Regions from separate parts of the Hordeum vulgare genome. Here region 1 is linked to region 2. Evidence: chromatin contacts called from public Hi-C data. All regions are on one chromosome and are shown on one strand. The core of a region is the stretch at or near the end of the contact, and the rest is flanking DNA. Distances in the headings are between cores, read along the strand shown. Region 1 holds the start of LOC123429870 (cyclin-D6-1). Region 2 holds the start of LOC123425728 (DNA repair protein RAD51 homolog 3).

Region 1 (3,848 bases), core at 909-3,408, 590 kb after region 2:
AGGGTCATTTTCCTCCGCTCTTTCTTGCGTGCAAGAATTTTGTCGGGGCATTTTCTCGGGGAAGAAAAATTAAAGAAGCAAGGGCAAATATTTTGAAAGCTTTCAAATGCAAACTCCATTCAAATTCTCATTAATTGAAGAAGTCATGTCATCTTCTCTCATTGATTTTAAAAGATTGAATTTGAATTCCCGGAGAAGGGGAAAGTCATTTTATTCCCTCTCATTCAAAAGTTTTTGAAAAGTTTCAAACACCACTCAGGTTTCACTCACTCAAACAAACAAACAATCATTCTAACAATTATATTAACATTCCAAAATTTGGGATGTTACACCATTGGGTGGGCCCACCACGCCCCAAGGGGTCCACATGGGTTTATTGGATATGCAATAAGTCATAATGGACTGACAAGGTCATCCAAGGAAAGCCCATGAGAAAAAAGTGGAAAATTCAAAAAAGGTGGGAAATTAAGGAAGGAGTCCTAATCCAAGTGGGATTGGAGGAGAACTCCCTCCTCCACTTCGACCGACCCAAAGGCTCGTCCCTTGTGGCACAAGGCCTACCCCCTTCCTCCTCCTATATGTACTAGAGGTTTAGGGCTATTTGAGAGACAACTTTGCCACGTGCAACCCTAAACCTCTACTTCGTAGTTCTTCCTCTAGATCGGTTTTCCGCGGAGATCGGGCGGAGCCCTGCATGAATAGATCACCACCACCATCGGAGCACTGTCGCACTGCCGGGGAACTCATCTACATCCCCGTCCCTCTTTCTTTATCAAGAAGGCGGAGATCGTCATTGAGTTGTACGTGCGCGGAACGCGGAGGTGCCGTCCGTTCGACACTTGATCGGGACGGATCACGAGACGGTTCGCGGGACGGTTCGTGGGACGGATCGTGGAGACGTACCACTACATTAATCGCGTTTATTAACGCTTCCGCTTAGTGATCTGCATGGGTATGTGTATCCGATCCCCCTCTCGTAGATGATCATCACCATGATAGGTCTTCGTGTGCGTAGGATTTTTTTTTTGTTTCCCATGCTACGTTCCCTAACAAAAACCATTCAGATCACCAGACCATCGCCCCTCCATCATGCGCCCACGTGTCACCGTCTTCCTTCACTGTTGTCATTAATTTTCACTGACGTTGCCATCGCTGAGGGTCGTCACCAAAGTACGGGTTTGCTTGTAAGATGTCAATTTTAGAGGCACAATCAGAATATGGATATGGATGTGAACATTGAATTAAGTGTTGGAACCAACCGAGAGAGCAACTCAGATTCTGATGCAGGCACACCTAGTAGCTATGGACTCCCCAAATATGTCACATATGCGAGAAGGAAAAGGAACTCAAATGAGGAGGATTCTGCCTTGATCCCAATTTTTGTGTTTCATTTGGTTTTTGGTCAAACGACCAACGTGAAGACATGCCATTAGAATGTCACGATATGAAATTCTGAAAAATACCCCAGCATGCACTAGGTCTAGGTATGATTGAACTAACGACGTCTTCTTGTTTGGGCCGTGGATCCTTTGTGATCATCGTCGGGGGTAGTTCCTCGCACATACGAGCGATTTCTGCACTGTTTATATGGATACAATTTATTGTTTCATTGACACCGCGGAACTCCAGCGGCAGTAACTTCGGCGCGATATCCGCAGGATGAAGAGGATGGAGAATTTTTTCGGAAGTGAATTGTATTTTCTTTCTTTTGAGAGGTCTTGTTTAATGTTGATATTTTATAAATTTAGAGCCATGATCACCGTCCCCAAAAAAGAGAGGAAATGCTACTATGAAATAATAACATCAACGCGCCATAGAGATTTGCCCTGGAACTTGCCATAGTGACAAGAATCTCTACTTATGTCGACCAAAAATGTGGTGATTAGTGTTGTAGAATGCCGTCAACATTTTTAGCAAGAATTACTGTACCACGCTTCTTCACATGGATGAGAGCTGTCAAAAGACAAAACGCATGGGGCCGCCACGGAGTAACTCGGCTGGCCTCACAGGGTCACGCACAGGCACAGCGATTATTTCGCATCCATGACAGGTGGGTCGCCACCAGAAACTTTCTTCCTCGTCCTCTCTTTCCTCCATGTCTCGGGCCTCCCCGTCTCCACGATCTTTACAAAAAGAACCCCAAATCCACACCTTTTGTGCCATTGTCCCCGGACCCCGACGGTTCCCTTATTAAAGGCCATCTTCCCAACCAGACACAGCTAGTACTAGCACACTGCGTAGCAGGCAGCAATGGTGGCTTCCTCTCCCCCATAAAGCCACAGCCTGCGGTTCTTGGCGTGTTCTTGCCCCTTCCTCGTACGGACGCCATGGACATGCCGGGGGAGGACGAGTACGTCTACGGCTACGAGTACGAGTTCGACCTCGAGAACCCCTTCACGAGCCCCGCCGACGAGCCGATCGCCAGCCTCCTCGACGCCGAGGGCCACCACGCGCCGTCCGTGTCCGCCGCCGCCTCCGCCGTCCGCCGCGACGCTGCCCGATTCATCTCCAAGGTACGGGTCTTCGGATGTGCTGTGCGTCTCGCGAGGGGTTCGTCCCCTTCCCTTTTCTGATCCGATCAGCCTCGGTTGGCCCAGGTCCGGTACGACGGCGAGCTTGGCTTGCACCCGCGTGTGGCCTACCTCGCGCAGAACTACGTGGATCGCTTCCTCTCCAAGGGACAATTGCCGGTAAGAAGGCGAAATATCATGTCTTTCTTTCAAGAATTTGCAAGATTTCGGTCTGATCTGACAGCCAGTGGTCCCGCCGCTCAGTTCGAGCGCAAGCCATGGGCGCCGCGGCTGCTCGCCATCAGCTGCCTCTCCATCGCCGCCAAGATGCAGCGCGTCGACGCAATCTCCATGGACTACATTCAAGTACGATGATTATTGTTTGTTTTTCGGTTCCTCTGTCGCGAGTTTGTATGGGGATTAGTTGCTAATCAAGTGTGTGTTGGCGTGCGTACGTGGGTTGCAGAGGGACGAGGAGTTCATGTTCGACGCGGTGACCATCCGGCGCATGGAGCGGGTGGTGCTGGGCGCGTTGGAGTGGCGCGCGCGCTCCGTGACGCCGCTCGCCTTCCTCGGCTTCTTTCTCTCGGCGTGCTTCCCTCCGCCGCGGCACCCTGCCCTGCTCGACGCCGTCAAGGAGCGCGCCGTCGACCTCCTTCTCCGCGCCCAGCCCGGTACGTGCTTGCGCTACTCCGGCATGCCAATGCCGAACAAACCCGAACGCTATGCCCTCAGATTCATCGCCCGCTGAACTGCTGATTATCTTTTCCTCCTGCAGAGGTGAAGATGGCGGAGTTCTCGCCGTCCGTGGTGGCCGCGTCGGCGCTGCTGGCCGCCGCCGGAGAGATCGCCGTCGCCCACCTCCCCGCGTTCCAAGCCGGCGTGGCCGCTTGCTCCTTTGTAAATAGCGTGAGCATGATCTTATAAAACCGCACATTTTTGTTCTCCACCACCCACTAAACCCCCCTTAATTCTCCCAGTAACCACCACCTGTCATGTCATGCCATGCCATGCCAAACACACTCCAGATCCTTTGGGAGAGGAGACCTTGGCCACCCTGTTTATTCACAACTGTTGGCCTTTTCGTAGTTATTTTCCTCGTGAAACGCGCCCGAGCGCAGCGATTGACCCGCACTGCTGATAAGCTTTGTTTGTTGTTTTCTCGCCGGAGTTAATAATTTCGACCTCTCTTCTCACAATGACGAACTCTCTTTGCAGGAGAAGCTACGTGAGTGCGGCGAGGTGATGGCGGCGGTCTGCGGCGTCGGGCCGGGCTGGACGGCGGCGAGCGCTGACACGCCGGTGACGGTCCTCGGGCACGGCCACTACCGCAGCGCC
Region 2 (3,937 bases), core at 340-2,839:
GAGGATGCAGATGGTGTGCGTCTGTGCATAGGCACACCAAAAAATTGTGGGTTTAAGTAATCACTGGGTGACTGGAAGCTCGTAACTCAACCAATATCCAAGACTACGGGTGGAGAGTGCAGACAGCAGGTGCCTGTGACCTCATGATGAGGTATCGTAGAACAAGGCGAGCAATGGTAGCAACACGCTTGAGAGGTAGAGGGGTTTGACGCGTGAAGTGTCAACAGTGAAGCTACGGCATGGGTGCAGCTTTTGGAATGGTGGAGAGCAAAAGTCATTGTGGAGGAGATAAATTTTCAGGATGGAAGTACAGATTATGTGAATAGACAGAAAACAAACTATTATGTGTATGTCCATCCAGATACAAAGGGTCTCTTTATAACTAATATAAACAAGTCAGAGTGAAATTTTCTTTAGGGCTCCGTTTGGGTGTCAAAACTCAACTCCGTAAATGATCTGGAGAATTCAAGCGAAAATTTCAATTCAGCCCAAGATGGAGATGAGCTGTGATTCCAATTTCCATGGAATAAGTGTAAAGAATATGTGTCAAAATGGAAATTAGTAATTGCACAGTTAATACATACTTTTGAATCTTTACTTGAATTGCAGGTACCAAGACAAAAGTTAATGCCTTCTAAGTCAATGTTGCAAGACACCTTGTCTCCTATGCTTACTTGAATTGCCTTCTATGCTTGAGCTTCTCATTTTCTAACTTGCTTCGCAACAAATTAAAACAAGCCAGAAACTACTTTAAAGGAGCCGCGCCAAGGCTGCAAACAGCATAAGAAATGCACAAAAGGATGACAGCACATAACTACAGAAACCACTGCCCCATGTTCCATAGAAAAGAAGAATAGAAGCAAACGACAATTTTGACTCCTCAATTCAAAGACAGCACCGAACCATGACCAGTGTTGTTATCGTCTCAGATCCAGGAAGCACCAACAAACATACTGGTATTATTATCCTTCAGAGCAGGATACCATACTTCCACTAAAGATCAGCTACACATCAACTAAAAGCCAGCTTTTCCCTACAAATGTTGCCAGCGTCAGCAGGAACCCTACAGCGAAAAAAACTAGACGAATCCAACAGAAGACACAAACCTTACAACGTGATTCACAGACACTTGCGCAAAGGCATAGCAATCCCTACACATAAAACATGGAGAAAGAATAACAACACAAAACCATAGAACCACTAGAACCCGAATCAACCAGGCACACCGCACACATCAAATCAGGGGCATCCCGCATCATTTCCTCACGGGACAAGAGAACCTCCCCATCTCCCGCTGCTAAAACCGAGCGCACAAACGGCTCCTGCCAGCTGCGTGCAGAATCGAACGGAATAAGCACGGGCGGGGATACCTTGGAGGAGGAGCTTCTGCGCGGTCTTGTTGGGAGCCATGTCGCATCCGCGGAGCGCGGCGTAGGCCTCCTCGTCGGTGTGGTTCATGGAGAGTGGAGACCCCCTTGTTTGGGGAGAATTGATTTTAACCCCCTGTTCGTTCGCCTTGGATCTTATGCCCTCTTCTTTGCTTGCCTTTCTCTGAACCCCCCAGTTCAGTCTAGCTCTTGCTGATGTCCCCCTTTGACATGTTTAACAAACTTGTTAGTATATGACCATCAAATAGAAATAAGGATAGACAGAAGTACCCTTCAGTTTAGAAGGCACAGCCTCGTTCGGATGTCGCAGCCACAACATATTTTCTCAAAATAAACAATGACATGAAGTACTTCAGCTGTGCTATGTTTCACACACACAAAAACAGTATACTTCTGCTGTCATACATGGTCTTACATAAAAAACACACTACAAATATATAGTCTAACAATGATTCACACCCCTTTGCAGATCGAACCCCTCACACTTAAATCCCCATACCAATCTCCCTCTTCACCTAGGGTTTCTAGGATTTAGACAACCATACAAGAGAAACCACGAATCCATGGAAAACGGAAGGGGAGTACCTTGGGGCAGCAATGGAGGGCGGCTGATGGGGCAGGGTGGGGCTCGGCACAGCAGCGGGGGCGCGGACGGTGGGCCGAGGCGCAGCGACTCTAGTTGTTGGTCGAGCGAGAAGGAAAGGGGAACGAACAGGGACAAATTCACTACTCCGACCCTAACTATGAAAAGAATTCACAGAATGAGCTCGGTCTGAAAAATTTCACGATTTGACCCTTTTTAGAAACGCCGTAAGTCGTGGCATTGCAGGTGTACTGTTCCAGCCTTCATTGGAACGTCGGTGTAATGTGATGTTTACTGCCACCTTAGAAACGCCAAGGTGGCTGACGTTGTTGCCTCTCCTCAAAACGCCAAGGTGGCTGACGTTGCTGCCTCTCCTCAAAACGCCAAGGATGATGGCGTTTCTTAGGGACAGATCGCCAGCACCGTAAGCTAGCAGGTTCTGTCCCTAAGAAACGTCATCACCCTTGGCGTTTTGAGGGGAGGCATCAACGCCATCCACCTTGGCGTTTCTAAGGTGGTAGTAAACGCCACATTACATCGGCGTTCCAGTGAAGGCTGGAAACGCCACAATTGCACGGTGTTTCATAGTACAACTGCAACGCCAGGGTTTACGACGTTTCTAAAAAGGGTCAGATCATGAAATCTTTTCAGACCGAGTTCATTCTGTGAATTCTTTACGTCTCGTGGGTCAGAACAATGAATTTGTCCAACGAACGGCTGTACTCTTGAGCAAACTTTAGGAGGGCAAATTAGTCAAATAGGAATATTATAAGACCAGTTTTTTTCATTACTAGCTAACTGAACAAATAACAATGACGAGGGGGCAATCAACAACAATTATGTGGTACAGGGAGGTTCAGATGAAGGCAAGCAAAATAGGGGGGTAAGATCCAAGGCGAGCGAAACACGGGGGTTAAAATCAATTCTCCCCCTTGTTTGGCACTAGATATTTTCGAGGCTCAAAGGGATTGGGGATGGGAAGGGATCCAGTGAACCCATAGTTTAAAAAACTAAACCGAAAATCGAACCGAAAAAGATGTTGGTTTAGGTTTTTACCGATCGGACCACCGATTCATCGGTTCGATTATGGTTTTTTAAGCAATAGAATAATATATGCTGAGTAATATATGGGGTCGCCCTATTCGTCAACCTGGATGAGGAATAGTTATTCTTCATCCCCTCTATTTTAACATCAATGCACCGTAAATTTACGTTTCATAAATTTTGTCTTATTGTAAACAGAAAAAGAGACTGTAAAAAAATATAATCCACATAATTATATTTTATGTCACGTAAAATTACGAACATACAAAAAAAGTGCAAAAATACAACAAATTCAATTCTTTCTAGTCTTGTGACCTATATTTTTGTTTTTATTTTTTCAAATTTTAGGTAGTGATTCAATATAAATGTAACTATTTGTATTTCAAATATAACTTATTTGTAAATTGATTGTAAGATTATCTTGGGTGAAGAATAAACTATTATGCACCCTCGGTGATGAATAGAGTTTCTAGTAATATATGTGCTAATATAGTGTGAAACAATGCTTAAATAAAATTATTATCAAGTAATGGACAACAAAGTAGCACATCCGAGTTGGTTATTTGGCAATTTCCATTAAAACATTTTCCTAGATTTTTTCGATTCACTAGCCCGGTCTTTTCATCGGGGTTTTCAGAAAACCAGCCGGTTCGACCGGTTTTCTTCGGTCTGATTGCAGAACGGTCTTATTAGCTTTAAAAACCGCTCAGGCCATCAGTTTCGATTTTTTTGGTCCAACCGCGGGTCCGGTCCGTTTTTTAAACTTATTCCATGAAAATTGGAATAAGTTTGACACATATTCCTTCAACCCCATCAATCCCTTCAAATCCTCCAAATCCACCCAATCCCTTCAACACCTCCAAATCCAAATCCCCATCAATCCCTTCCCCAACAATACTTGCTTGGTGCATGGGAACAGAAT

The links. A called contact is a pair of places that touch in the nucleus more often than the background predicts.
Region 1: a contact with region 2 is called in a Hi-C map of seedling, with 5 times the contacts expected there. The contact joins the promoter of LOC123429870 here to the promoter of LOC123425728 in region 2. A contact is called at or near these places in 1 of 6 Hi-C or Micro-C datasets (seedling) and 1 of 1 datasets of contacts at active chromatin or transcription factors (embryo).

Annotation. Positions count from the first base shown.
Region 1 is chr2H:175,723,489-175,727,336 of MorexV3_pseudomolecules_assembly, forward strand. It overlaps LOC123429870 (cyclin-D6-1), which reads left to right and starts at 2,159. Exons shown (of 6, transcript XM_045113847.1): 1 at 2,159-2,513; 2 at 2,598-2,690; 3 at 2,775-2,876; 4 at 2,977-3,184; 5 at 3,289-3,419; 6 at 3,729-3,848. The coding sequence starts at 2,328.
Region 2 is chr2H:175,137,718-175,141,654 of MorexV3_pseudomolecules_assembly, forward strand. LOC123425728 (DNA repair protein RAD51 homolog 3) reads right to left here and starts at 1,590. Exons shown (of 8, transcript XM_045109437.1): 1 at 1,371-1,590. The coding sequence starts at 1,458.